6 separate regions of the Mus musculus genome follow, and all the other regions are linked to region 5. The links are chromatin contacts, called in public HiChIP or PLAC-seq, Micro-C and promoter capture Hi-C maps. All regions are on one chromosome and are shown on one strand. Each heading gives the region's core, a stretch centred on a gene start, on an enhancer-like site or on the middle of the called end of the contact. The rest is flanking DNA. Distances are from core to core; before and after follow the strand shown. Region 1 overlaps Cdcp1 (CUB domain containing protein 1). Region 2 holds the start of Zdhhc3 (zinc finger, DHHC domain containing 3). Region 3 overlaps Exosc7 (exosome component 7). Region 4 holds the start of Tmem42 (transmembrane protein 42). Region 5 holds the start of Limd1 (LIM domains containing 1). Region 6 holds the start of Cdcp1 (CUB domain containing protein 1).

The links. Promoter capture Hi-C pulls out the DNA fragments that hold promoters and counts their contacts. Hi-C and Micro-C count contacts between places; a contact is called where the count stands out from the background. HiChIP or PLAC-seq counts read pairs in DNA pulled down with a chosen protein or histone mark.
Region 1: an H3K4me3 HiChIP or PLAC-seq map of bone marrow-derived macrophages shows a contact between it and region 5, with 2.4 times the contacts expected there. The contact joins the enhancer-like site here to the promoter of Limd1 in region 5. A contact is called at or near these places in 5 of 115 datasets of contacts at active chromatin or transcription factors (bone marrow-derived dendritic cells, bone marrow-derived macrophages, embryonic basal ganglia and 2 more) and 2 of 9 other capture datasets (adipose tissue and pancreatic islet).
Region 2: a promoter capture Hi-C map of liver shows a contact between it and region 5, with 4 times the contacts expected there. The contact joins the promoter of Zdhhc3 here to the promoter of Limd1 in region 5. A contact is called at or near these places in 16 of 39 promoter capture datasets (3T3-L1-derived adipocytes, the C10 cell line, the HPC-7 cell line and 9 more), 1 of 15 datasets of contacts at CTCF or cohesin (the NIH/3T3 cell line), 2 of 484 Hi-C or Micro-C datasets (bone marrow-derived macrophages and extraembryonic endoderm stem cells), 20 of 115 datasets of contacts at active chromatin or transcription factors (the 230-238 cell line, PVALB interneurons, the SCID.adh cell line and 15 more) and 2 of 9 other capture datasets (adipose tissue and macrophages).
Region 3: a FOXA1 HiChIP or PLAC-seq map of pancreatic cancer cells shows a contact between it and region 5. The contact joins the enhancer-like site here to the promoter of Limd1 in region 5. A contact is called at or near these places in 4 of 39 promoter capture datasets (the HPC-7 cell line, cranial neural crest and embryonic stem cells), 2 of 15 datasets of contacts at CTCF or cohesin (both in the NIH/3T3 cell line), 1 of 484 Hi-C or Micro-C datasets (extraembryonic endoderm stem cells) and 8 of 115 datasets of contacts at active chromatin or transcription factors (PVALB interneurons, the SCID.adh cell line, bone marrow-derived dendritic cells and 5 more).
Region 4: a contact with region 5 is called in a Micro-C map of embryonic stem cells, with 15 times the contacts expected there. The contact joins the promoter of Tmem42 here to the promoter of Limd1 in region 5. A contact is called at or near these places in 7 of 39 promoter capture datasets (the C10 cell line, cranial neural crest, embryonic stem cells and 4 more), 7 of 484 Hi-C or Micro-C datasets (LSK cells, Sertoli cells, embryonic stem cells and 2 more), 3 of 115 datasets of contacts at active chromatin or transcription factors (astrocytes, embryonic stem cells and memory CD8 T cells) and 3 of 9 other capture datasets (adipose tissue, liver and pancreatic islet).
Region 6: a contact with region 5 is called in an H3K4me3 HiChIP or PLAC-seq map of embryonic stem cells, with 17 read pairs. The contact joins the promoter of Cdcp1 here to the promoter of Limd1 in region 5. A contact is called at or near these places in 6 of 39 promoter capture datasets (cranial neural crest, embryonic stem cells, liver and 1 more), 3 of 115 datasets of contacts at active chromatin or transcription factors (embryonic stem cells, pancreatic cancer cells and stem cell-derived neural progenitor cells) and 1 of 9 other capture datasets (adipose tissue).

Annotation. Positions count from the first base shown.
Region 1 is chr9:123,185,498-123,189,523 of GRCm38.p6, reverse strand. All of the region lies in intron 2 of Cdcp1 (CUB domain containing protein 1), which reads left to right. Among named protein-coding and RNA genes, the nearest start is that of Gm23323, 25 kb to the right of the region's middle. Within about 2 kb of position 1,688, at least 37 of the 459 cell types and tissues checked have an H3K27ac peak or open chromatin away from gene starts, as enhancers often do. A contact at or near this core is called in bone marrow-derived macrophages, where this site is marked.
Region 2 is chr9:123,111,786-123,116,024 of GRCm38.p6, reverse strand. Zdhhc3 (zinc finger, DHHC domain containing 3) reads left to right here and starts at 2,831. Exons shown (of 7, transcript NM_001372538.1): 1 at 2,831-3,029. Exosc7 (exosome component 7) reads right to left here and starts at 2,794. Exons shown (of 8, transcript NM_001081188.1): 1 at 2,703-2,794. The coding sequence starts at 2,759.
Region 3 is chr9:123,135,916-123,139,759 of GRCm38.p6, reverse strand. Exosc7 (exosome component 7) reads right to left here. Exons shown (of 8, transcript NM_001081188.1): 8 at 3,631-3,844. The coding sequence ends at 3,757. Among named protein-coding and RNA genes, the nearest start is that of Clec3b, 13 kb to the left of the region's middle. Within about 2 kb of position 2,294, at least 79 of the 459 cell types and tissues checked have an H3K27ac peak or open chromatin away from gene starts, as enhancers often do. A contact at or near this core is called in the NIH/3T3 cell line, pancreatic cancer cells and trophoblast stem cells, where this site is marked.
Region 4 is chr9:123,019,902-123,023,968 of GRCm38.p6, reverse strand. It overlaps Tmem42 (transmembrane protein 42), which reads right to left and starts at 2,643. Exons shown (of 3, transcript NM_025339.4): 1 at 2,399-2,643; 2 at 1,657-1,803; 3 at 478-1,130. The coding sequence starts at 2,590. The coding sequence ends at 996.
Region 5 is chr9:123,476,147-123,480,171 of GRCm38.p6, reverse strand. It overlaps Limd1 (LIM domains containing 1), which reads right to left and starts at 1,471. Exons shown (of 8, transcript NM_013860.2): 1 at 1-1,471. The coding sequence starts at 934.
Region 6 is chr9:123,214,348-123,217,993 of GRCm38.p6, reverse strand. It overlaps Cdcp1 (CUB domain containing protein 1), which reads left to right and starts at 1,956. Exons shown (of 9, transcript NM_133974.3): 1 at 1,956-2,166. The coding sequence starts at 2,085.

The DNA.
Region 1 (4,026 bases), core at 439-2,938, 290 kb after region 5:
GCAGTCAGTGCTCTTAACCACTGAGCCATCTCTCCAGCCTATCTTTCTCTGGTTTTTTTTGAGACAAGCTCTCTCTACATACATTTAGCTGTCCTGGAGCTCACTATATAGACTAGTTTGGCCTGGAATCAAAGAGATCCACCTGCCTTTATCTCCCAAGTGTTGGAATTAAAAGTGCATCAAGACACCCAACTTTAGTCTTTTGTACTTAACAATTTGGCCACACAGTCTCTTTACAGAGCCCAGGAGAGACCCATAAACTACAGATCTATAGGTCTATAAGGCTCTAGTTCACGTGCTTGAAAGATCTAAAAAAACAAGGGTCTCACCATAGAACATTTTTTGCTGCTATAACATAGTTCCTGAAGCTGGGTAATTTACAAAGATCAGATGTGTATTCTCCTCACAGTCCTAGAGGCTAGGAGTTCAGGGTTAAGGCACAAGAGGTGATATCCCTTCAACTTGAACCTCTCTGTAAAAGCACCAATGCCATCCACCTTGTGACTTAATTACCCCAAGAAGCATCATCTAATGTTGCCATGCTGGGAATTAGGTTTTCACCTGTGGATCTTAGAAGGGATACAAATGCTCAAACCACAGGGAATGGAAGTCAGAGAATTAGAAGAAGGTCAAGGAGGTGAGTGTGGTGCCCTGGGCCCTCCTCCTGTTCATCTCTGCCCTTTTTGTTGTTGCCATTTTAAAAGCGTGTGTTATTTTGTAACCAAATACACCCATAAAATGACTTTAATTTTGAAAGAGGTCACCAAGGAGCCATTTTGGTCCTTCAGCACTAGGATGCCTGAATCCCTTTATGGATAGTAAAAAAAGCATGCTTCCAGCATGTGAAGGTGTTAAGAAAGTATCGGTTCTAAAAATAATAGATATAGACCTGGGGTTGGATCCAGTGGTATGCCTGGCCCTGGTTGCCTTTCCCAACAGACATCTGGAAGCCTTGAATGGAGTTTGACATTAGTTCTCAATTTGCAGCAGTTCCATGAAAATGTATGAAAGTAGAGTTCTGCTGGGGAAATGAGCTCTGAATCACTTCTGAGTGACACATCCTTCTCTGGAAAGGAAGTGTCTGACATACTTAAGTTTTTTGCACAGGGCAGAATGCAGATTTATAGCCATGCCTGTCAATGAACCACTTCCATCTCTGCGTTCATCCTAAAAACTAAAGCTTTTAGTGACAAAGGACAGTGGCACTTCCCTGCAACTCTTCCAGTGTTGAGTGTAGTAACAAAGCTGAGGCTGGAGACTAGGTTCTTGACTGAGTTGTTGGTATAGAGTCAAACCAGAAACTGTTGAGTAGCCCAAGCTATGGATAAGTCTAAGGCACCAGATCTCAGGAGCTCTGCCTTGGTAGGGACGAAGATCCCACAGTGGACTGTGGAAAATAAGAGGATGACCAGCAAGCTGGCTCAGTGGGTAAAGGCACTTACTGCCACACCCGATAGCCTGAGTTTGATTCCTGGAACCCACATGGTGAAAGGTAGAATCAATTCTTTTTAGTTCTCCTCTTGCTTCTGCATGCCCAGCAACACACACACACACACACACACACACACACACACACACACACACACACATGCACGCGCGCGTGACAAGCTAAGAGCTGTCCCATACACACAATGACATTTGTATGAGGTCCTAAAATAGTTACGGTCTTCACTGACACACAAGTCTAACTTTAGCCACATTAATCACCACTTTATCTGACCCTATTTTGTTGGATTGGCCATGCAGCACCCTGACATGAATGCAAGCTGACCACAGACAGCCCAGCTTCAGTGCTGAGTCAGCTGCATCTACAAGTGGCCAAGTGAACTCTAGGGTTGCTTTGCAATAATGAGAGGTTTGATGTAGATGATCTCAGAGGTCTTAGGCTGCTCTTGATTTCTCCTAATTCAATTCAGAGTTGAGTGTGTGTGTGTGTGTGTGTGTGTGTGTGTGTGTGTGTGTGTGTGTACATGCACATCCATGCCCATACATGTGAAAGCCAGAGGTGGATGTCCAGTGTCTGTCTTCCTCTACTGTTGTCCACTGTAGTTTTTGAGATGGTATATCTATCCAAACCTGGGACTCACTAAATAGCTAGGTTGACTGGCCATCAAGCCAGCTCTGTGACTACAGGCATGCATTGTCCCACCCAGGTTTTGAGTGTGTGTAAGAGGTGTATATATGCCAGGCAATGGTGGCACATGCCTTTAATCCCAGCACTAGGGAGGCAGAGGCAGGTAGATTTCTGAGTTCGAGGCCAGCCTGAGATCCAGGACAGCCAGGGCTACACAGAGAAACGCTGTCTCGAAAACCATGTGTGTGTGTGTATGTGTGTGTGTGTGTGTGTGTGTGTGTATACACATGAATGTGTACATACACAGACCCAGACCCATGCATGTACATGCAGAGGCCAGAACCAAACACTGGGTGTCTTCCTTTATTGATCTTATTGCCTTGAGATAAGATCTCTCACTGGCTTTTAGAAGCTTAGGTCCATTTTTCCCTCTGTCCCTCAATGCTGTGGTTACAGGAATGCACTGCCATGCCTAGTTTTGCATATTTTTTTCCTTCTCGGTTTTTCAAGAAGCCCTGTGTAGCCCTGTGTAGCCCTGGCTGTCCTGGAACTCACTCTGTAGAAAGAACTCAAAGATCCACCTGCCTCTGCCTCCCAAATGCTGGGATTAAAGGTGTGGGCCACCACTGCCCAGATCCCATGTCCACCTTTTTATGGGGGTGATTTGAACTCAGGTCTTCGTGCTCATAAAATAAGCGTTTTCCTGAACCCCATCAATGGCACTTTCCAATACCCAAGTTGAGCACAAGGACCTACAAGTTCTTATTGCACCACCAAAGGCCACTGTACCTTCCTGTCCTCTACGTACGACACAAAAACCCGAAGTGACTTTGCCTGCTTTCTTTTATTTCAGTCTTCCCTGAATCCTCCTTAGTAGTAACAGTCCTGTCCTTTTAAAAGGCTTAGGAAACACACCGTATCAAAGGATGTAATTAGTTATTAGCTTTAAGATGATTTCTCTGCAGGGTTAATGGAATCAAGAGAGCCTCAGAGCAGGGAGCTCACTGCTTTGGGAATCAGGTGATTATGCCCAGTATGTTAATGAGATGTAGAAGGAAAAGGAAGCTTAAAAGGTGAAGCCTGGCAGCACGCCCTCAAACCCATGAAATTAATTTCCAAATACAGGAAGGAAGTTACTCCAAGGTGCAGGCTCCCTGTAGCTCCCTTAGAAGGTCAGATACCAAGCACTGAGTCTGGGAAACAGTGTTTGGTGTCTTCAGTACAAAGGTGGATTTGTGTGTGTGCGCGAGTGTGCGTCCATATTATTACTTATCTCATTGCTATGTCAAAATCCTCTACAAAGGCAACATAAAGAAGGAAGGGTTTTACTTGGATCAGAGTTCCAAGGAATCCTGTCCATCATAGTGAAGAAACACCAGGAGCAGGAGGCATCTACTTATATTGTATCTCTAGTCAGGAAGCAGAGAAAGATGAGCTGGTGCTCAGCTCATTTTCTGCTTTGTATTCAGTTCAAGACCCCATCCCACGGTCAAGGTGGGTCTTCCCCCTCTTAACTAATCTAATCTAGAAAAATCTCTTATAGATGTGCCCAGAAATTTGTTTCTATGGTGATACCAGACTCTGTCAGGTTGACAGTTTAGATTAACTACCACAAGGGAATGCCCCCCACCCCCACCCCCCAAGCAGCAGCCCAGCCAGAGGGAAGTGAAAGAGGGGGCAGAGGAAATTGAGCATGGGATAATCGTTTCTGCTAAAGCCCAGCCTCTCCTGGGTGAGACATAGAATGTTCCAGGACTGCAGTGATACACTGTCAGCCCCAGGTTGTACCACATGAGGCAGTGGAGCCAGACCGTCTCAGTCTGAGTATGCAGCCCAGAATGAGAACATGGCCAAGCCTTAGGCTTCTCTCATCCAAAATAACTCCCCAGCCAAGGCACTAAAGGCCAGCAGTCAGGGGTGGTTACAGCACCTGGGCACAATCCCAAAGAGCC
Region 2 (4,239 bases), core at 1,582-4,081, 370 kb after region 5:
CCTTGCTTTGACATGTCAAATACCTTGACATTTCTTACAGGGGACTTCAGATTTAAGTGTCTTCCTTCTAGAAAATAACTTTATCTGGCCTAGCATTGCAGGCCCAGTCACAAGAAATGGAAGGTAAAAACTAGGTACCAATTGTTATTTCACTTTCCAAGTTCCCTGAGCAGCTCTGCCTCTCTTTGGAAGGCTATGGCTCAATAAGGCCACAGACATGGGCAAAGGTTTTCTGTGCCATGGGTTTTTGAATGGAAAGGGCAAAGGGCTAAGCAGGAAATGTGCTGGGGATTAGTTCCAGTTGTGACTGGTCAGACTGACTTCTCAATCTCATCACTGAAGACCAGACTCAGGTAAAGATCGAGCTAAAAGAGCTAGAAAAGGAGCAGAAATACAGAAAACAGCAGCTAAGCTATGCCTTCCTCCAGCAGCCAAGAACAAAGCAATGACACAGCTTTGACAGACCCCAAGAAAGCCTTGTTTGAAAGCCTAATCAACAGCCCTAGCCTGGTCTGGCTATGAGGCCAGCTTTAACACCTACTAGGACAGACCAGCCAGTTGGAGTTATAGCTCTGTAGCAGCCACCTGACTTACTATCCACCCTTAACAGGGCCAGAGGTAGGTGTGTGATCCAAGGCATGCCACACAGGGGGTGACCAGCTGTATTTGTAATGAACCACTAGCAGCCCAGACCAATTCTCTCAGTGAAATTGGATGTCTGATCTAATTAAAAGTTGTTAGACTAGTGCAACAGGGTGGCACACACCTTTATTCCAAGCACTCAGGAGGCAGAGGCAGGTAGATCTCTGTGAGTTTCATGACAGCTAGAGGTAAATCCGTGTCTCAAGAAACCAAAAAGTTGTTAGGCCATGATGTGATTGAGAAGCCAAGCAAAATTGAAGGGGTTGGGCGGGGACGATGGGACAGACTATACCAAGATGGAAGGGAAGCTGGACAGCAAGAGACCACTGAGAAAGGATACAGTTTGGTGAAGAAAAGAAGATGATTCACCAGAGAGTCACCAATCATTATGGTTCTTATGAGAGAAAGTATTATAAAGCTCTGGATGGAAGATTTCCAATTTTTGCAATGAACCCACTTTTTCTTCAGGTCATTTAAGATTTCCTGAACCTGTAGAATTTAAATCTCATCAGCACTTAATGTGTCACCATGAAGACTAGGGATATGGAATGACAGAGTCACACTTCTGGCAAAAAAAACAAAAAAAAATTAAAAACTCATCAGCACTTAATGTGTCACCATGAAGACTAGGGATATGGAATGACAGAGTCACACTTCTGGCAAAAAAAAAAAAAAATTAAAAACTCATCAGCACTTAATATGTCACCATGAAGACTAGGGATATGGAATGACAGAGTCACACTTCTGGCAAAAAAAAAAAAATTAAAAACTAAAAGGGAAGCCCCACCCCTAGGATTGACTACTTTAACATTCCCATACAACCCACTGTGCATATACCCCACTATTACTAAACCTGATCTTGAACTAAAAAGCTAATGAGTTGTGGGTTTGGATTTTTATTACTCAAGTTTAATATGAAACCTAATGACTGAATTTTGGCATTCCTTACTCTATATGAAGTAGAAAATAACAGTATGTCATATGATTTAGAAAAGAACATGCTTTCACTTGCATTATGTAGTTTAAATGGTAACAGGTCACCTTACTATGATGACTACATCACAAGATCAACTGTAGGGACAAGGCTTGTAGAATACTAGATTATGGTTGCCAGGAAACATTCTTCACTTCTCTTGAACGTTCAAAAGCAGGACTGAGCCCAGATCGCGGTAGTCATTGTAGCTACCCAAAGATCTAAGCGCCCCACAAGTAAAACAGGTAAATCAACAATTACACCATAGACTACCAGTCTGCTTTGAAAAATTCTTCTCAGCGGGTGGTGAAAAGGCATGCCTTCTGCCAAGGCAGGACTGATAGGAGTTACACACCAGCCTTGGATATAAAGCTCTCCTCCTCAAAAAAAAAAAGCAAAAAAACAAAAGGGTTGAGAATGCGGTTCCATGATAGAATGCCTGCCTAGCATGCACAAGGCCAAGAGGTTCAACCTCCAGCACCGCCAGAAAGAAAAACACTCCCTATTTTTCTCTATTTGTAAGACATGTGTGTGTATATGTCAGCGTGATTTCTCTTAAGATTGGGTCTTTATAGCTCAGTCTGGCCTTAAACTCCTGATTCTCTTGTCTCCACTTCCCAGCTGCTGGGATTACAGGTGCCAGCCACCAAGGTCTGGAGCATGCTAAGCACGCACTCTATTACCGATGCATTTCCTTCTTTCCTGTTTTTAGGGGGTGTGTGGCGTGTGGTGTTTGCTGTCAGAATTTTAAAGTCCTTTTCCCCCTCGGATACACGGCCTCTGTGTGCAAAGTCACCAGAGTCCATTCACGTGCCGCTATTCTGATTACAGGATCTCGGGCACTGCACTCTCAGGTCGTGCAGAGGCCACAAGGACATTCCTTCATTAAACTGCAGCCTCGGGAACTGCCCGCCCGCCGCTCCCTGATGAGCTAGGAATCTCCTCCATCCCGAGAGCTGTGGACATCTAGGCATACAGGACGCACACTCGCTGCAGCACTAAGCCTCGGGCGTCCGTCCTGACCACGTGGCCGCCCCGCACCTCCTCCCTGCGCAATATGGCCTGCACTCGCGGCCGCCACCGCTACCTGCACTCCATGAACGATGTAGACCTTCTCGGCCTCGCTTAGCGCCACCGACGCCATGCTGCTCAGCTCACCGCGCGCGCTGGCGTGTCATCAGCTCGCGCCTCTCCCCACCGCGCCTGCGCGTCATCAGCCCGCGCGGTGGCCGCTCCCGCAGCCGCGGCTGCCGCCACCGCCTGGAGCTCCATGGGCTTCTCCTTCGCACCGCCCCGTGTGAGGCCGAGTCCGGCAAGCCGTGGCGCCGGGTGCCCGTGCCATCGCGGACGCTGGCGGCTGGGCCCCGGGGCAGCAGCAGGCGGCGCGGGACTGCTAGCTGCCTCCAGATTGACGGTCAGTGCAGTGGGGAAGCCCCAGAAGGAGGGAGGCGCGGGGCCCCAGCCGGGACTGGATGGGAAGCGCGCAACCCGAGCGCTCGGGCCGGAGTCGAAGTAGCCGAGCGCGCGCACGTGAGACACTTCAGGAAGGCGGAAGTCGTGCTGCCCATGAGGGACCATCTCCTCAACCCCCTCCTAGTTGGTCCCTAGGATGGCTGAAGGAAAGAGACCATGGATCCCTCATTAGGTCACTGGTCGGGAAGGGTCTGCACCAGGAATGGGGCGCCAGCTTCTCAATTTTCTCACCCCTCCTTCCATTCCAGGGATCGATCTCTGTCCTGTCTTCCCTCATCCTTTCCTCCCCTACTGCCCATCATCAGATAATGGCCCAGAGCTTTGCAAGTTACCCTTGCCCCGTGCGGTTGCTGGAGTATTGTCCCAAAGAGAGTAGGGAGAGTGTCTTGCACTTCGGGATGCCTGGATGGAAGGGATCTCCGGGGAAGATGGATAACTTCATGAAAGAAAACCGACCCTGGGAGGATATGGGACCTAGGTTATCCAGAAAGGATGCCTGCAAGGTGAAGCTGGGGTCATAGTGAGGGGCCCTTTAAGGAAGAGAGGGGATATGAACTAAGTTTTAAAGGGTCTCTCTGAGAAAATGAGGGGAGACTTGGTAGAGACTTACCTGGTGTTCTATTTTAAACAAAAGTAACCCTTCAGCTTAATCATCAAGAAATAAAAGGTGCTGGCCACCCTTTGCCTTTAATCCCAGCGTTTGGGAGACAGAGCTAGGCGGATCTCTGAATTCGAGGTCAGCCTGTTCTACACTGTGAGTTCAAGGACAGCCTGAGCCACATAGTGAGATCCTGTCTCAAAGACACTGCCCCCACTCGTCGAAAAAAGGCTTTTTTTCTCTTGTGCTAACTAAGTAAGTAAACAGAACACTAACCAGAGTCCTCCAGGGTAGAAGGGAAGGCTCTTGTGAGCATAGCCACAGAGCATGGTGATTAGAGTTGTCATAGTGGATTACTGACTACGCTGAGATTTCAACAGTAACAGGAAGTGCCTGGCTATATTCCTAGGTACTGAACTGTTAGCTGCTGAGCCCTCAAATGATAGCCTCTTCTTGATAGACTGGATATGAATTTCCTGCGTCCATACATAATACTTACTACAGGTGCTCCTGAGACGGCTTCCTGTAGGGTTGGACTTTGCCCTCTAGGGTA
Region 3 (3,844 bases), core at 1,045-3,544, 340 kb after region 5:
CTCTAAGTTTCCTGCCCCGAGTCCAACCACATTGTCCATCACAGTACTGGGCTTAAATCCAGGGCCTTCTACATACACCTCAGTTCCATTTCCTGGATTTTGTTTTTTATTCTTTTGTGGTGCAGCTCTCAGAATACAGCCTATGTATGAAGCCCTTATGGGCAGTTTGCACTTCCCTGTACAAAGCATGGACGGATACATAACAGCAATTCTGGCTCATCTGCTACCCATGCTGACCCTGGATCTGTAAAGCATTCATATTCTCTTGTCTACTCCACTTCTCTCTAGCCAGGCGCACAGCACCAGTGCAGCCGGCCACAGTGGATTCTGACAGGCCACCTGGAGCCCTATCACTTTTACCCCCTCCCCCCCCTCCAACTACACATCTGTGGTACTGTCCCCATCATGTGTCAGAAGAAAGCAGGGAGGGCTGGGTTTCAGCCAGGACAGACACACTAGATTAATATTTCCCTAAGGAAATGTGTGCTAAGCCCTCCACCCTCAAGGCTATCTTATTGTGCTAAGTGTAGAAGCAGAGGTGGAAAACTGGGAAGAGGGTCAAGGCACAATGCAGTTTATTTTTCTGTTTTCCTCCACCGCTTTGAAAACATTTAAAGTCAAAACTGGACAAAACAAGATCTGGGCACCCCACCTAGATCTGCTTAAACATGTGAAATTCTGGCTCTGCATGCAGCTGGCCCTCACACAACCCCTCACAGATGTTTCCTTTCAGCCCCAGCCCTTCTGGCCCTGTGTCAGCAGCAGCGTGGCCTAGCCTGAGGCTGTCTTCCCACACCCTTCAAAGGCCAGAGCATCCAGAATACAGATTTCTAACATGAAAGCAAGGGTGATCCCACCCGTACTCAAAACCAAACACAAATAGCTTTTGACCCTGGCCATCTGTTCAAGTATGTGACTCTGGCCCTGTCTGTGTCCTGGTGCCTGTGTTGGGTAGGTCTTGGGAGGCCAAGCTCCCAGCCTGGTCTCATGGGGCTCACAATACTTGAGGATAGAAAGTGAAGCAGGATTCCCATGATCCAGATCTGGAGACACCTAGCAGGTGTCTTCTGGATACACTCCTATTCCATAGACTCATCACTTGTCCCATGTGCCATCTTCTCAAGGGACACACAGGAGTCACCTGTGGGAGAGTTAGTGGATAGCCTGCAAGGTTAAGGGAACAAGGGCAGTGCTGTATGCCCACCTCTTCCAGAAAAGCAGAGGGGTGTTGAACTTAGTTCTCTGCCTACATGATTAGTGCTCCTGTTGCTTCCGGCCTCCAGGATGTCTAAACTCAAACTCCTCTCCCACACATTGTCTTGGGCTTTGGCAGGTGTGGGCCCAGCGCTGTTTGGGGGATAATGCAGATTAAAAACCATCACACAAGCATCAAAGGTGTTGCTGGGGCCTGATCCACAGCCTACACTCTGAGTCTGCAAAGGCCCTCGGGAAGAGAGTAGCTGGTGACAGACTACTTACTTTCTGCAGAAGGTCCCTCTTCTGCAGGATCTTAGGGCATGCCATATTCTTAGCTTTCAGAGCATACCCCTTCTCTCTGGAGAACTTTGGGTAGTGACCCAAACAAGTTTCTACTAGCTATATATCCTTCTCCCTTCATGAAAAACAAGCCACCAAGTGTTCTATGACCCTGGCTCCCTCACTGCTGTCCCAACGTACAGAACCAACTTACCTACAAACTGGAGTTTTCCTCTCTCACCAATTTTCCCAAAGAGCCAGAGGAAGATGAGAGGTGAACAGGGGGGTGGCATATGAATCCGGGTGCCCTGTCCCAGGCTTGTGCCCATAGTACTGCTGTGGTAACCTCAACATTCATTTTTACTACCCATGGGCACATACAAAAGCACTAAAAGTGGTCACTGTCCTACACAGACAAAGTGATCGAGTGGAAGCGGTCCTTGGAACCGAGGCTTGTGCACCTCATTCACATTTGAGGCACCTCTCTGCACCACCACCGCTAATCACTCCTCGTGGGTACACAATGGGCACAGGGCAGAGGATAAAGCCTGTCTCCTGCCTTGTTGGGTAACATGGCATCTGTTGTGGCATGCACTGGGAAAACACAACAGCCCAGCTATGCTATCAGTAGGTAAGCAGCTTCCCAGGGACACACAAATCCAGCTACTTCTTTGCAGGGATGGATGGACCTGGTCACACGAGGGAGGGCCCATGCCTGGGCCTCTGAAATTAATGCACGAGGGCTGCAGCCCACACTGCTCTTTCCATTAGATGATAAGTTCCTAACACCTCGCCCTATTTGGCTGACTCAATGCAGAATGCAAATACCTCTGGCTGAAATGTTCTCCATGAGTCAGCTCCCTCCCAAGGGCCCAGTAAGACTGATTTAGGAGCTTTAGCTCTCCTGGAAAACACACAAATACTCCTGTATGCACGAAGCCTGAATTCCACCATGCTGCACTGTGAGTAGACTATCTTCCTTACTGTCCCCAGACAACTAAAGCTGGCTAGTAAGTCAAATGACAATAGTCCTTAAGCAGCCTTTATAGTGCTGATACAACACGGCCATCTTATGAAACATCAGGGCGGGGTTATAAAACACAAAGGAATTTGAAAACAAGACTGGAGTCTGATATGCCAGAACATGCCTGCAACCTAATCCCGAGCAGGAAGACTTGGAGTTCAAAGGCATCACTGGGCTACATAAGACTCTGACTCAAAACAAAAGCAGAAAAATCTAAGAAAGGTAGGATAGGATGGGGAGGGACCCAAGTGTCCACTAAGCCCCTGACCCAAGGAAGGATCTTCTGGGTCTCTTGGCTGGCAGGACCTGGTAAGGTTACCTGGCAGGTACAGGCAGGAGGCCTGGGCCCTCCTCTGTGGCCATGGCTTCCTTATTCCTGACCCTCAGAAGCACCAAGTACACGGTGGGTGGGAGTGGTTTGAATTGATTGATGATTGATTAATTTTTGTGACACGGTTTCACTATGTAGGTCTCACTTAGCTAGCCTGGAATTCACTATGCAGAGTAGGCTAGCCCCACACTCATAGTAATCTACTTACTTCTGCCTTGCTGGTCTTGGGATTAAAAGTTTGTGTCACCAAACCTGGCACTGTGATTTTTAGTGCAAAAGTTTTATAAAGAAAAAAATAATTCACAAAATACTTACTGCAGGAGCCAGGCAGTGGTGGCGCACGCCTTTAATCCCAGCACTTGGGAGGCAGAGGCAGGCAGATTTCTGAGTTCAAGGCCAGCCCGGTCTACAGAGTAAGTTCCAGGACAGCCAGGGCTACACAGAGAAACCCTGTCTTGAAAAACCAAACACCAAAAATAAAAAAAAAAAAACCCAAAAAACCAACCAAACAAAAAAAACCAAACTTATTGCCGGAGGCTATTTCTTTAAAGCACTTTCTCCGAGGAGTCTGATTGGAGACTGGGTCTTGTTAAATTGTCTCAGCTTGAACCCTCCCCAGTGCAAGTATTCAGTCTATGCTACCATGTCTAGCTCCTGCAGGGTCTTTACTTCAGTGTTTGCTGTCATTCTCTCGTACTTTAAAGCAGGCAGCTCCCGACTCACTTCAATTCCATCCTGGCAGCAGACTGCTAAGCAGGATGGTGTCTTGGTATAAAGCTGGAGATGCTAACAACACCAATGGACCAAAAAAAATAGACTTTATTTTTACATTTACAAATGTGGAATTAAATTTTGACAATTAAGAGAAATATATACAAACCAGTGTCAATGAAAAGTGAGGCAACCAACGTGCAGTGGAGAGAAATCACCCCAGGAACCCGACTCTCGGCCTCTTGGGCCCCAGGCTTTCTTCCTTGTGCAGAAGGCTCTGCAAGGACACGTGCAGCACCTTG
Region 4 (4,067 bases), core at 1,394-3,893, 460 kb after region 5:
ATGGAGTGGTCAGGATGGTTTTGGTTTTTTGTTTGTTTGTTTTTGTCCTGAACCCCTTGAGAGTTTAAAGGAGTTTAGACCTAGGAGCAGAGACTGTTGCCAGGAGCGGGGCAAGTAAGAGAGTGCGGGGCAGAGGGGAGGGCAAACACAGAAGCACACAGCACAGAAGCACACAGCGGAACCGGACCTTACGGACCTGCAAACCTTCCCATGCTAGCTGTTTGGCGGGGATTCAAGTATGTAGGGACAGAGGAGATATGAAGAGAGGAACTACTGTAGGAGTGTGAGAGGTTTGGTCGCAGTTAGCAGAAGCAGTGGATCTGTGTCGGCAAGCTCTTCCTGTCACCTGTCCAGATGAATATGGAGAAAATCTCCATTTGTACTCACTACCCCACTACCCCAATTCTGAGAACTCACCTACCTGGGTGCAGGCCCTTACCTCCACGTTGGAAAAAAACCCTCAAATTCCATATCCAGTAGCTTTAGCTTACAAGTGTTTATTAGCCCACGTTCCCTTCTTTTGCTGTGGATTCATAGGCATCACGGACCACCTGAGGCATGACACATCAAGTTGTTTTTTTTTTGTTGTTTGTTTGTTTGTTTTTTCAGAAAGCCAACTGCCAGTGCTGGGGTACATGAAGGGCAGGATTCTAATCACATGTTTTTTGTTTTTTTCAGGTACCTGCCATGTTGCTGTGTAACCCATGATCACAGAGTCTTCCAATATTCCCTGGTGCACAAGAATCAAGGCACTATACCAACACTGAAGGACTTGGGCCTCATACTGTGGTGGTTAGCTTCCCCTTACAGGAGCTAATGCTTTAACTTTCCAGGCTGTGAGGAGGTCAGAGGCCAGTGGCTGGTCCACCATCTCCATGTGGCTGACACTTAAGGGCTGCACTCCCAGGCCGCCCTGGAAGCAGCCCAACTTGTCAACCCTTGGCTGGGTATCATGGTTCTCTTTACAGTGGGTCTGGTCTATCCACCGACTGGCCTCACTGCTCCTTGCTCTCCTTCCAGGTGGGTGGAAACTTCCTGTGGATCAGGGTGAGCCCACAGAGGATGAGGAACACCCCTCCCCACCATAAGATCTCCTGGCACTCTCCATACAGCAGGTAGCCTAAGATGGCCTGTGGAAGAGACAGCTGTAAGGGACCTGGCCTACCCTGGTAGGCTCCACCATTCCTTGGCTGATTTCTTCCTGAGGGGCTAGAGGCCAAAGTCTGGTGCTTTGCATCCAGCAACCACCTTCATGATCAATCCACGTATTTCTGTCTCCTCTGTGGACGTAAGAGGTTACCACCCCAGCTGAGCACTGAGGCTCAGCAGGCTAGCAGGTAGGGCCAGTACGGACATAGCTAGTACCCAGTAATCATAAACCCAAGTTAAGCTGTCTTCCAATTCAAGACTGGGTTCCCTTGACCAGACCCCCTAGACCCCATAGCTAATGTTAGAGTTCTTGATTGAGATAGCTGGTGTTATCCCAGAGTGACATAGGTTTCACTCCTAAGTTTTCCATGTTTAACTGTTCCTTGCCTGGAGACAGCCCAACTTTTGTTTTACTCCCTGTCCTTTCTAGAGCCTGGAAAATCAGGGGTTTCCCAAGGACAACTAACTCACCAAGAACCCTAAGAACAAGGTCACCAGGCTACTCACCGAGCAAAGTATGTTCGAGAAAGTCACTGTGACAGATGCAATGGCTGAAGACATAGAGAAACTGAGGCCCCGGCTAAAGAAGGTCCACATCAGAGAATTGGCGCTTGCCATGGCAACGATGCCTAAGACACATAAGCCAATATTGACCTGCAGGAGAAAGTGTCACTGAGCTACAACCACCATGGGCATAACCTTGAAAGACTGGGAGATGTTTACACGTCTCATACAAAGCATATGCGGACCCTGACTGATAGGCAGAGGAATTTGCCTGCAGACAGGGGGCAGGGTTATCTTCCACGAAGACCTCAAATTTCTTGTAGCTGAGTAGCCTTCTGGAAAGATATGACTTTACAAAAGGACTGTAAGTCGCCAGAAATCTATATCAAGCAGTCCCCTGTTCAGGTCAGGATCGAATTCTCTGATGCAGAAGCTCCGCAGGCGCTCAGTCCGAACTCTTGCCAAGGACAGGAAGAGATGGGCAACCGGTTATCTCACCTTAGGTGTCACGTGCTAAAAAAGCTATGGCAAGGGGACTTAAACTGAGAGGTGGGCTTCGAGGTCCTCCCCCAGGAGGCAGTGCCTAAAACCAGGTGGTCCAACATGGGCGCAGGCGGGAACCCAGGTTAAGCCGCCCTCCTCCCCGCCCCGCCCCGCCCTCCCCCGCCCCGCCCTCCCCCCGCCCCGCCCTCCCCCCGCCCCGCCCTCCCCCCGCCCCGCCCCCGCGTGGCGCCCCGGGCTGCACCTGGCTCCCGAAGGCCAGCTTGGCGGCGGCGGCGGCCAGAGCCCCGAACGCCCCGGCGCACAGACAGTTGAACACGCCCCAGAAGCGGCGCCGCATCGCGCCTTTCTGTAGGCGAGCGGGTAACTCCACGGGTGAGTCAGGGTAAGCGGCCGCAGACACGGCGGCACCCGAGGACTGCGGACCGGCCGCCATGAGGCCCGCTGCGCCCGCCACGGCCGACTGCCACGCACGCCGCCACCCGCCGTGAGCCCGGCTAGGGCGGAGCCAGGCGAGTGAGGCGAATCTGCTGCAGTGGAGTCCGGAGCCGAGCCGAGCCGAGCCTACAAATGAAAGGAATCTGGAGCCCATACCCTGCAGCGTGTGCAAACCCGCGACTAAGGAGAGCCTGCGGCTCCGGCGAACCTGGGGGATGGGAATCCGGTAGCGAGGACCGTGCGCCACTGAAGGAAGCGTGCTACCGAGAGGTACCTACTGTGAGAGAGGAATCTGCTGACGTGAACTTGGGGAGGAGGGGAGTTTATCTCCGAGGAGAACCTGCGGCGGAAGTAACCTTGTTTCTGAAAGAGCCCTGCAGTCAAGGGGAACCTGCTTCTGAGAAGACGGGGAGGTCTGCCACTTTACATGGATGCGCACCTAACATGCTAATCCTGAAGCCAAGCTGCACCTTCAAAGCACCTCTGCTCCCTCGTGGACGCAGGAGATGATGGATCTGGAGACCGGCCGCTTGAGACAGAACGTTGTTTGGGAAAACGTTTGTTCTGCCTGGACCATCAGAAGCACAGTCACTTCTAAGTTCGTGTAAAGTAATTGAGAACGACAAAAAAATTGAAAAAACAACCAAAAAAAAAAAAAACCCAAACAAACCGTAAAATGTCATCTACTGTCGGTAATTCCAGATGCTTAGGATGCTGAGGCAGTTAATGGTCATCCTGAGCAACTTAGGGAGACATTGTCTCACTTGAGAGGGCTGGCAGCCAGGCATGGTGGCACACACCCGTAATCCTAGCACTTCTGAAGCTGAGGTAGAATTACTGAGTTTGAGGCCAGCCTGACCAACAGAGAGGTACTAAGCAAGCCAAGGACTTTTTGAGACTCTCAAAAAGTTTTTGTTTTTGTAATAAAGGAGAGTTGGGGTTATAGCTCAGTGCTTCCATAATACATGAAAAATCCTGAATTCAGTCAATGGCAGTGTGTATGGATATATGTTAGGGATACATTTCCTTAAAGGAGAGCTGTAGAAGTGTATAACGTGAGCTAAGTGTGGTGGTTGGTACACATGAGGAAGCAGAGGCAAGTGGATCTCTGTGAGTCCGAGAACAGCCTGCTCTAAATAGCTCTACATAGCCAGGGCTACACAGCAAAACTTGTTTTGTTGATATATAAAATACAAATAATATTTAATGTATGGGGCTTGGAAGAAACACTTTATTCCCTGTTAAAGAGCTTTTTCATGGACATTCTTACATGCTACCTTGCTTCTCATGCGGGTGGTTTTGTGGATGAAATAAAAGGATGGATTACTGGGGTTTGGAGAGATTGCTTAGCAGTTAGGCAGCTTGCAACCTTCCCACAAGTGCCTCCCAACCTCATACCTCCAGGGGTTCCACTATTTTCTGGCCTCCAAAGGCACCTATCCTCATGTACATATATATACACCTGAACACAGATA
Region 5 (4,025 bases), core at 222-2,721:
ATCCCAGACCTGAATCTCTTTTCGGACAAGCTCCTTGGCTGGCGCTGCTAGGGACCATCGGTGCTGAAACAGTTGTGCCCTTGGGTTGAGCGGAGGTCCCATTCTCCAAGCCCATGGAAGAAAAACCGAGGTTCACTCGCTGAGAGGAGGCAGTGGACCAAAGGCCTGTTGGCTTCTCGCTGCTATGGCCACCAATGCCACCGTCCTGGCCACTGATGCCACTTTCAAAAGACCTGCCAGAGCACACTGTGGAGAGCTGTGGCTGGTAAGGGTGATGGTCTCCACAGGATTTGGGCAATGTGGAGTCATTCCCTGGGCAACCAGGCCATCCACTTCCTACACCCAGACTCACGCTGGGGCACCCTTCAGGTTTATCACCCCACTGTGGGCTTGCCAAAGAGAAATTGTCATAATAGTCTCCGTGAGTGAGGCAGGAAGGGTCTTCACAGGAGGGACTCAGGCCGTGTAAAGCAGGTCTCTGGGAACTCACAGGCCCCTCCCTGGAACCACAGTTCTGACTGCCAGGCCTTGCACCATGGGCAGATGGCCTGATCCTCTGCTCCTGAGATGGGTACGAGGGCTGCGCGGCCGCAGTGGTAGTAGCTAATCCAGGTGCCACTGTTGGCACAGCCAGAGGAGGCTTAGCGGCCCCATCTGCAGCCAGCTTGCCGCTCGCACCCTGACGGTTCCCACCGTTGACCGGGCTTCTGCCTGCCCTAGGTAGGGCCTCCTCCTGTAGGAGCTGCTGCTGTTGCTGCTGCTGGAGGTGGATTTTGGCCATCTTGGTCGCGAACACCCTTCGAGTTTCCTCAAATTCTGGGTTGTTGCCAGCACCCTTGTCCACCCGGAAGAGCCCATCCTTGGAGGCCTCATACATGTTCAGGTCCTCGATGAACTTACTGGCCTCAAGGCCCAGATCATCGTATTTATCCATGTTGTAGATCAGTGTCCGGGGCCTAGCCCTGGTTCAAGGTGTGAATGTGGTGGGGGAGATTTGGGTGCTGGCCGAGGTTTCAGGTCCAGCCTAAGGCAGATAAAGATTCCCACCTGCCCAGCAAGAAGGTCATGACTCCAAAACTCACAGTCCAGCCAGAGTTGAGGCCTTCAGGCCAGCGGGGCTAAGTTTACTTTCAGACTTCTTTTCCCCCGGGGAGCGTCCACGTGGGGGCAGAGCAGCCTTCAGCCGTGCCCGGCCTGCTTAGAAAAGTTCTCTTCTCCAAGTCACAAAACCCAAAACAGGCGAAAGAAGACAGAGAACGTCCACAGAAAAAAAGTAAACTCACATCCACGTCGAACAATCGAACTTGCAAACACACCGGGCAGCCCCTGGCCTGGGGCCGGTGGCCGGATCCAGCAGAGCTCACTGCAGCCGCGGCGCGCGGCCCATTGTCCGATGGCGGCGGCCGGCGGCGGGACGCGGAAGTGAGCGCGCGGGTCGTCAGTCCCGGGAGCTCGCTGGCCGGCTGCGCCCGCCCCGGGCCGCGCAGGGGCGCGGGCGGAGGCTCGGAGGGCGGGGCGGGGCGGGGCGGGGCGGAGGCTCGGAGGGCGGGGCGGGGCGGGGCGGGGCGGGGCGGAGGCTCGGAGGGCGGGGCGGGAGCGGGGCGGGGCGGGGCGCCCCCTGCAGGCCAGTGATGCGCACGCCGAGTTTTGGCGTCCCTCTCTGGGCACCGGGAGAGAGTTGCAATTCCCGCAGTACTTTTGCCGCGGACTGTTCAGTTTCCCGCCGCTGCTGGAGAGTCAAGGGTGCGCCAGGCTTCCCTCGGGTCCCCTCGAATGAGAGCATCTGTGTTGGACGTCCTAAGTGTGCCCAGAGAGGCTTGTCGTCCTTACTGGGTTTCTTGAACCCCAAGCAGTTCTCACCACTCCAGGTTGCCATGGCTCTAGATAACACACATAGCTCCTATGAGGTGACTGGGGATAGTTTACGTTTCCCACACAGCCGCCAGCGTGATCTAAAACCAATCCCAGGCCTGTCACTCTTGAACTTGAACCCTCAAGGCTTACTCCGGACTTATTTTGAAATCCCGCCTTCACTTCTACAAACAGGCCTGACTGCCCCGCCTACCCTCCCTCTGATTTGGGACCTTCCCTGCCTGAACTCCCGGTGGATGGAACTTCCTAGTGCCTGCCGAGAGCCTGCTGATCAGCTTCTGGTGTCTCTTCTTTCCTTCCCAGCTAAAATCACCTCCCCGTAAAGTTACCCCCACCCACAACCCCTTTGTTTCCTGCTTGGTTTGAACACTATTTAAATCCAGGGATACTGAAGTCACTGACCTGCAGGCTTTCTCCCATCTAGTTTAAATGTTTCCAGGTCTCTGCTCATACTACCTAATAGATGTAAATGTTATGCAAATAGTTCTCAGCAGTTTTGTTTGGTTTTGTTTTGTTGTCTTTCAGGAATCATGACAAGAAAATGAAATCTGTATGTGTTTAACATAAACACCTTTTCTTTTCCTGAGTATCTTGCCCTTGTTCAGATGTGGAGCTCTAGGTATGGAGGGTCAGCTCCAGCTGTTTATTTGTCTGCATGCCCCTTTTTGGTTGACAGCTAATCAGTTATCCACTTCATTACACCTGTATATGCGCAGGGTTTGGTTGAACATATGTGTCTTGGCAAATCTCTCTAAACTGTGACGAGGAACAAACAAGATAATATATATGGAAGTGCTTATATTCTTATATTCTATAAACACAAAAATGGTTCACTGTCCTGTAGACTCTGAAGGTTCAGGATATTTGTTGAAAATGAAGAGTTCCAGGCTCCAGCCCCAAACTACTAACCCCAGATTTGTGTTTTACGGCATCTGTGGGATGGGAAGACGATTTGCACAATAAAATTTGAAGAGTGAGTACTGCTATAAAGCATTATACTAAAACTAGGTTTTAAAGTTATTTTAGTTTCAAATTATGTGTATATATGGTGTGTGTGTGTGTGTGTGTGTGTGTAGGTGAAAGGGGAAGAGAGAGGTGGGGGAGGAGAGAGGACAGATGTTCTTCTAAGCCAGAGAGAGAATCAGAAACCCCAGAGCTGAAGTCGTAGGTGGCTGTGTGGCGCCCTGTGTAAGTACTGGGAACTGAACTCCAATCCTTTGCAAGGACAGTGTGTGCTCTTTACTGCTGAGCCATCTCTCCAGCCCAGGATTAAATATTTTTATTTTAAAAGAATCTCCTATACCCAGAGCTACAACCCAGTGATAGAACACTCGCTGGGCATACATGAGGGCCTGGGTTCCATCCCCCAACAACTACAGTAATAATAACAGCAGCTTATAAAGATGGCATCCAATATACCATTATGCAAGTGATCCTTAGAAGTGCTGGACATGGGCTGGAGAGATGGGTCAGTACTTAAGAGTACTAGCTGTTATTTTAGAGGACCTGGGTTTGATTCCCAGCATCCACACGGTGGCTCGCCACTGCCACAACACCCTCTTCTGGTCTCTCTAGGTACTGAATGCATGTGACATAGACAAACTTGTGAGCCAAACACCCATACACAATGTTTGAATGTTTTACTGACGCTGTTCAATACTGAAGACACCGAAAAAAAATCCTAATTCTGTGCACATTTATTTAATGCCAAAATTATTTAATATAGGCCACTTTTGTCTGTTTCATGAACTTGAAAACATGTGTTGACTAGTATTTCAAAAGATGTGTTCAGGGCTTGTAAGGTGGTCCAGCGGGTAAAGGCACTTGCTGCCAAGCCTGCTGACCTGAGTTTGATTTCCAGAAACTATATAGTAGCTTCAACTCCTCCAACATACACACATTAAATGAAGGGATGAATTAATGGATGAATGGATGAGTGGATATTTTTTAAAATGTATTCATTATTGCCTATCAGTTGTTTAAAAGGCAAAATATTTCTAGATCTGGTGGTGTAATCCTAGTTACTTAAGAGGAGAGTCATAAGTCTGAGGCCTTTCTGGACTGAAAAGTAAGTTCAAGGCTAACATAGACAACTTAGTGAAACACTGTCTCAAAAAGAAAAAAAAATAAAAAGAGAGATCTGAGAGCTGGAG
Region 6 (3,646 bases), core at 707-3,206, 260 kb after region 5:
TTCCATCTAGGCCTTAAAATTTTACCTAGGCCTTAACAATAGGGAAAAGATGTTTCATAGTTTGGTCACAGTAACCTTTATTTATTTATTTATTTATTTATTTATTTATTTATTTTGGTTTTTCGAGACAGGGCTTCTCTGTGTAGTATTGACTGTCCTGGCACTTGCTCTGTAGACCAGATTTACCTCAAACTCAGAGATCTGCCTGTTTCTGCCCCACAAGTGGTAGGACTAAAGGTGTGTGCCCACCATGCTCAGCCATAAGCATTTTTAAAAAGTTTAGCTTTTTCATCAAGATTTCTCTTTCTTGCTGGACATGGTAGTGTACACCTTTAAGCCTAGCATTTAGAAGGTAGACAAGCAAATCTCTGTTGAGTTGAGACCAGCCTGGTCTACAAAGTGAGTTCCCAGCCAGCTAGAGCTTCATTGAGAGACACTGACTCAAAACAAAACTGGAAAAAAAAAACCCTAATAATAAAAAGAATTCTTTCTATTAGTTCAGCAGCAATCCAAGAATTGCCAGTGAGGTAAGTGCACTTAGAGCCGGAAGTCTGAGACCCCATCTCCCCAACCTCCAGTTTATAGGCCCTTCTGTAGATGGAGCTGTGTTAAGGTCTTGCCTCAGGCTGCTCAGAACTGGAGAGTGTTTGCTTCTTTCTTCTTTGGAAACTGAGAAGAAAGGGATGAAGCTCTGGAGAAGTGACTTTTCATCTCCGTTGAGTATTAGCTCAGATTTTCCAGAAGCTAAAGAGAAATTGGGGCCACACTCTGACTGATACTGGGGCATGGGCTTCTGTTTCTGTCATAGATTCCTGGAAAGGTCTGAGTGACCTTGGCCATGGGCACAGTAAATGCATAGGGCCACTGAATCCTTTGGGCTGAAATCTGGCTTGCCATCCACGAGGTCCCAGACCATCTACCATCACTGCCTGTGATTCAGGACATGGGATGGCCTAGAGCAGTGGTTTTCAACCTGTGGGTTGCAACCTCTTTGGAGGTCAAATAACATTTGCACAGGGATTGCCTAAAACCATCAGAAAACAAAGATATGTACATTAAGATTCATAATATAAGCAAAATTATAGTTATGAAGTATCAATGAATAATTTCATGGTAGGGGGGTCATCACAACATGAGGAACTGTATTAAAGGGTTGCATTATTAGAAAGGTTGAGAACCTCTGGCCTAGAGGATAGAAGACTCCACAAGACCTCTTAAACCAGAACTAGGTAACCTAGCTATATCTGAGAAGAGATTGGCTGCAGGACAGACCAGCTTCTGATCAGAATCCTTCACGCTCACACCCACTGCCCAACTCAGTAGCACTGTGCCCACTCCCCTACTCACAACCCAGCTAAGGGCCTTGTGCACCTGCTTGGGTTTCTTCTCTTGAGCCTTTCCAGTCTCATGCACCCATTCAATCTACTCTTCCCACAATCAACGCAGGGTTTCTGAAGTGTCTCGTTCTAGCACCCTCGTCCAGCATCTGTGAAACCCTTACTTCAATAAAGAACAACCCAGCAACTTGGCAGAACCCACCCCGTGCCTTCACATCTGTCCTAACTTTGCCCTGCTTTGGCATCTTTGGGCTCGTTGCCCAAATAGGAAAGCTTATCTTGTCTGACACTGGGAAGAGCTGGTGAACTCTGGACACTGCAGGGGAGAAGCTGGAGCAGGCCTAGGCCCCTGTCCAGCAACAGAGAAAGCCAAAAGGTTGGGGATCAGTGACCAACAGGAACCTCAACCAGCACACCTGAACAGCGGAAGGAGAAGGAGCTGGCTGGCAACAAAGTCTTTTGGACTTTGAGAAAGGAACTGAAGCCCGGGAAGGCGGGGACAAATTTGCCTCAAGGCCACCGGGCAAGGGAGGGTAGTACCTGAGCTGAGGCAGGAAGAGGAGGAGGCCACAGAGGAAGCGTGGGTCACCCTCGCTCTTGCTGAGCGGGCGGGGCGGGGTCCTGCGCGCAGGTGAGCGGCGGGGCAGGGCGGGGCGCAGCTGCGTTTCGGTGCCTAGGCGCCACCGAGGCCACTCGCAGACACAGGCCACAGTCGTGCCCTAGGGAGACCGAGGCGCCCCCCGAGTCATGGCCCACTCGGCCTGCGGGTTCTCAGTCGCACTGCTGGGGGCCCTGCTGCTGGGCACAGCACGCCTGCTGCGCGGGACAGGTAAGAGCAACCTGTGGCCGGCCAGGGAGGTGCCTGGAGGTGGCGCGTGTTCAGGGGTTACACGATCCGGACCTGGTAGCACAGTCCTAGATGGTGGGGCGAGGTCCCCGGGACGACTCGCCCCAGCGCTCAGGCACGTGGGAGAGTCCTGGACCTGGGTGAGCTTCCCTGGCCTAGGAACAAATAAGCGCGCGGAACAAGCCTTAGGAGGACGTTCTCCAGGCAGCACATTGTGCCATGGGTACTTTGCTGAGACTCTTAGGGATACTCGATTGGGACGTGGGAGAGCTTTCTTCTTCGGGCCCACTCCACACCTGGGCCAGAGAAGTGAGTGCAAGAAGAGGGTGGTTTGACTTCCCGCTGAGGTACCATTTTAGCTGTCCGTGCGTGCGCGCCCGCTCATCCTGAGGCCTAAGGACAGCTTCAAGCGGACAGTCACCAGGCAGCAGCGGGCATCTAGCTGCAGAGACCCCACAGGTGCCCCACCTCTTCCCTGGTGGAAGGTTGGAGTGTAATTCCGTGGAGCCTGTGAATTTCGAGTAGTTTGGATTGGGAGTAGAGGCTGCTCTGATCTCGGAGATCGCTCCAGGAAAGAATAGGATTTGTGGGCCCTAGGAGTAGAATACCGCGAATAAAACTAGCTTTCTTCAAGTAAGAACTTGATGTGAGGCTCTTTCTCAGACTCGCACAGGTTTTTATGTTTTAAAAAATAGTACGGTCCAAGTCATAGTTGGGGTCTGTAATATCAACAACTAAGGGGGTGTTTGTTTGTGTTGGACAGGTAGATAAATTAGCATAAATTAAAGAATAAAATTAAAACGGTGTGGTTAGACTTGGGCGTAAGCCGCAGGAAAACTTCCTGGTTTCTTTTTCCAACATTAGGTGATATATAACTGCATAGTAAACAGGAAGACTTAAGACCTCCTTTTAAACTACACACACAGACACACTGTGGTATATATTTTGTTGTTGCTAGCTAGGGTTTGGTTTCTGTTTTTCTGGGTCTCCCGGTGTCTCCCAAGCTGGCCTTAAAACTACTGAGTTTCATGCTCCCACTCCATACTCCTGGAATTCATTACAGATGTGGGCCACCACTTTCTTAGGAGTGAGTTTTCAATCCATTTAAGGGACAAAGTATGTAGTCCCGGTTGTAGAGTGTCTGCCTAGCAAGTACAAAGCCCTGGGTTCAATTCCCAGCACTTTATAAACTGGGCATGGTGGCTCATACTTGTGATCCTAGCATTCTGGAGTGGAGGCAGGAGAGCTGGGAATTCAAGGTCAGTCTCAGCCTCATTGTGAGTTCTTTACAGGCCTGGGATATATGAAATTTTGTCTTAAAAACATTTTAAGAGCAGAAAAATAGGAAAGGAATGCATGTGTGCATGAGAGGAGTGGGGAGGGTGTACCAGCATTCTTGGAGGCAGGTGACACTCTAGGGAATGTTTTGAGGTGTTTCTGACTTTCTATGGCAATAGTCAAA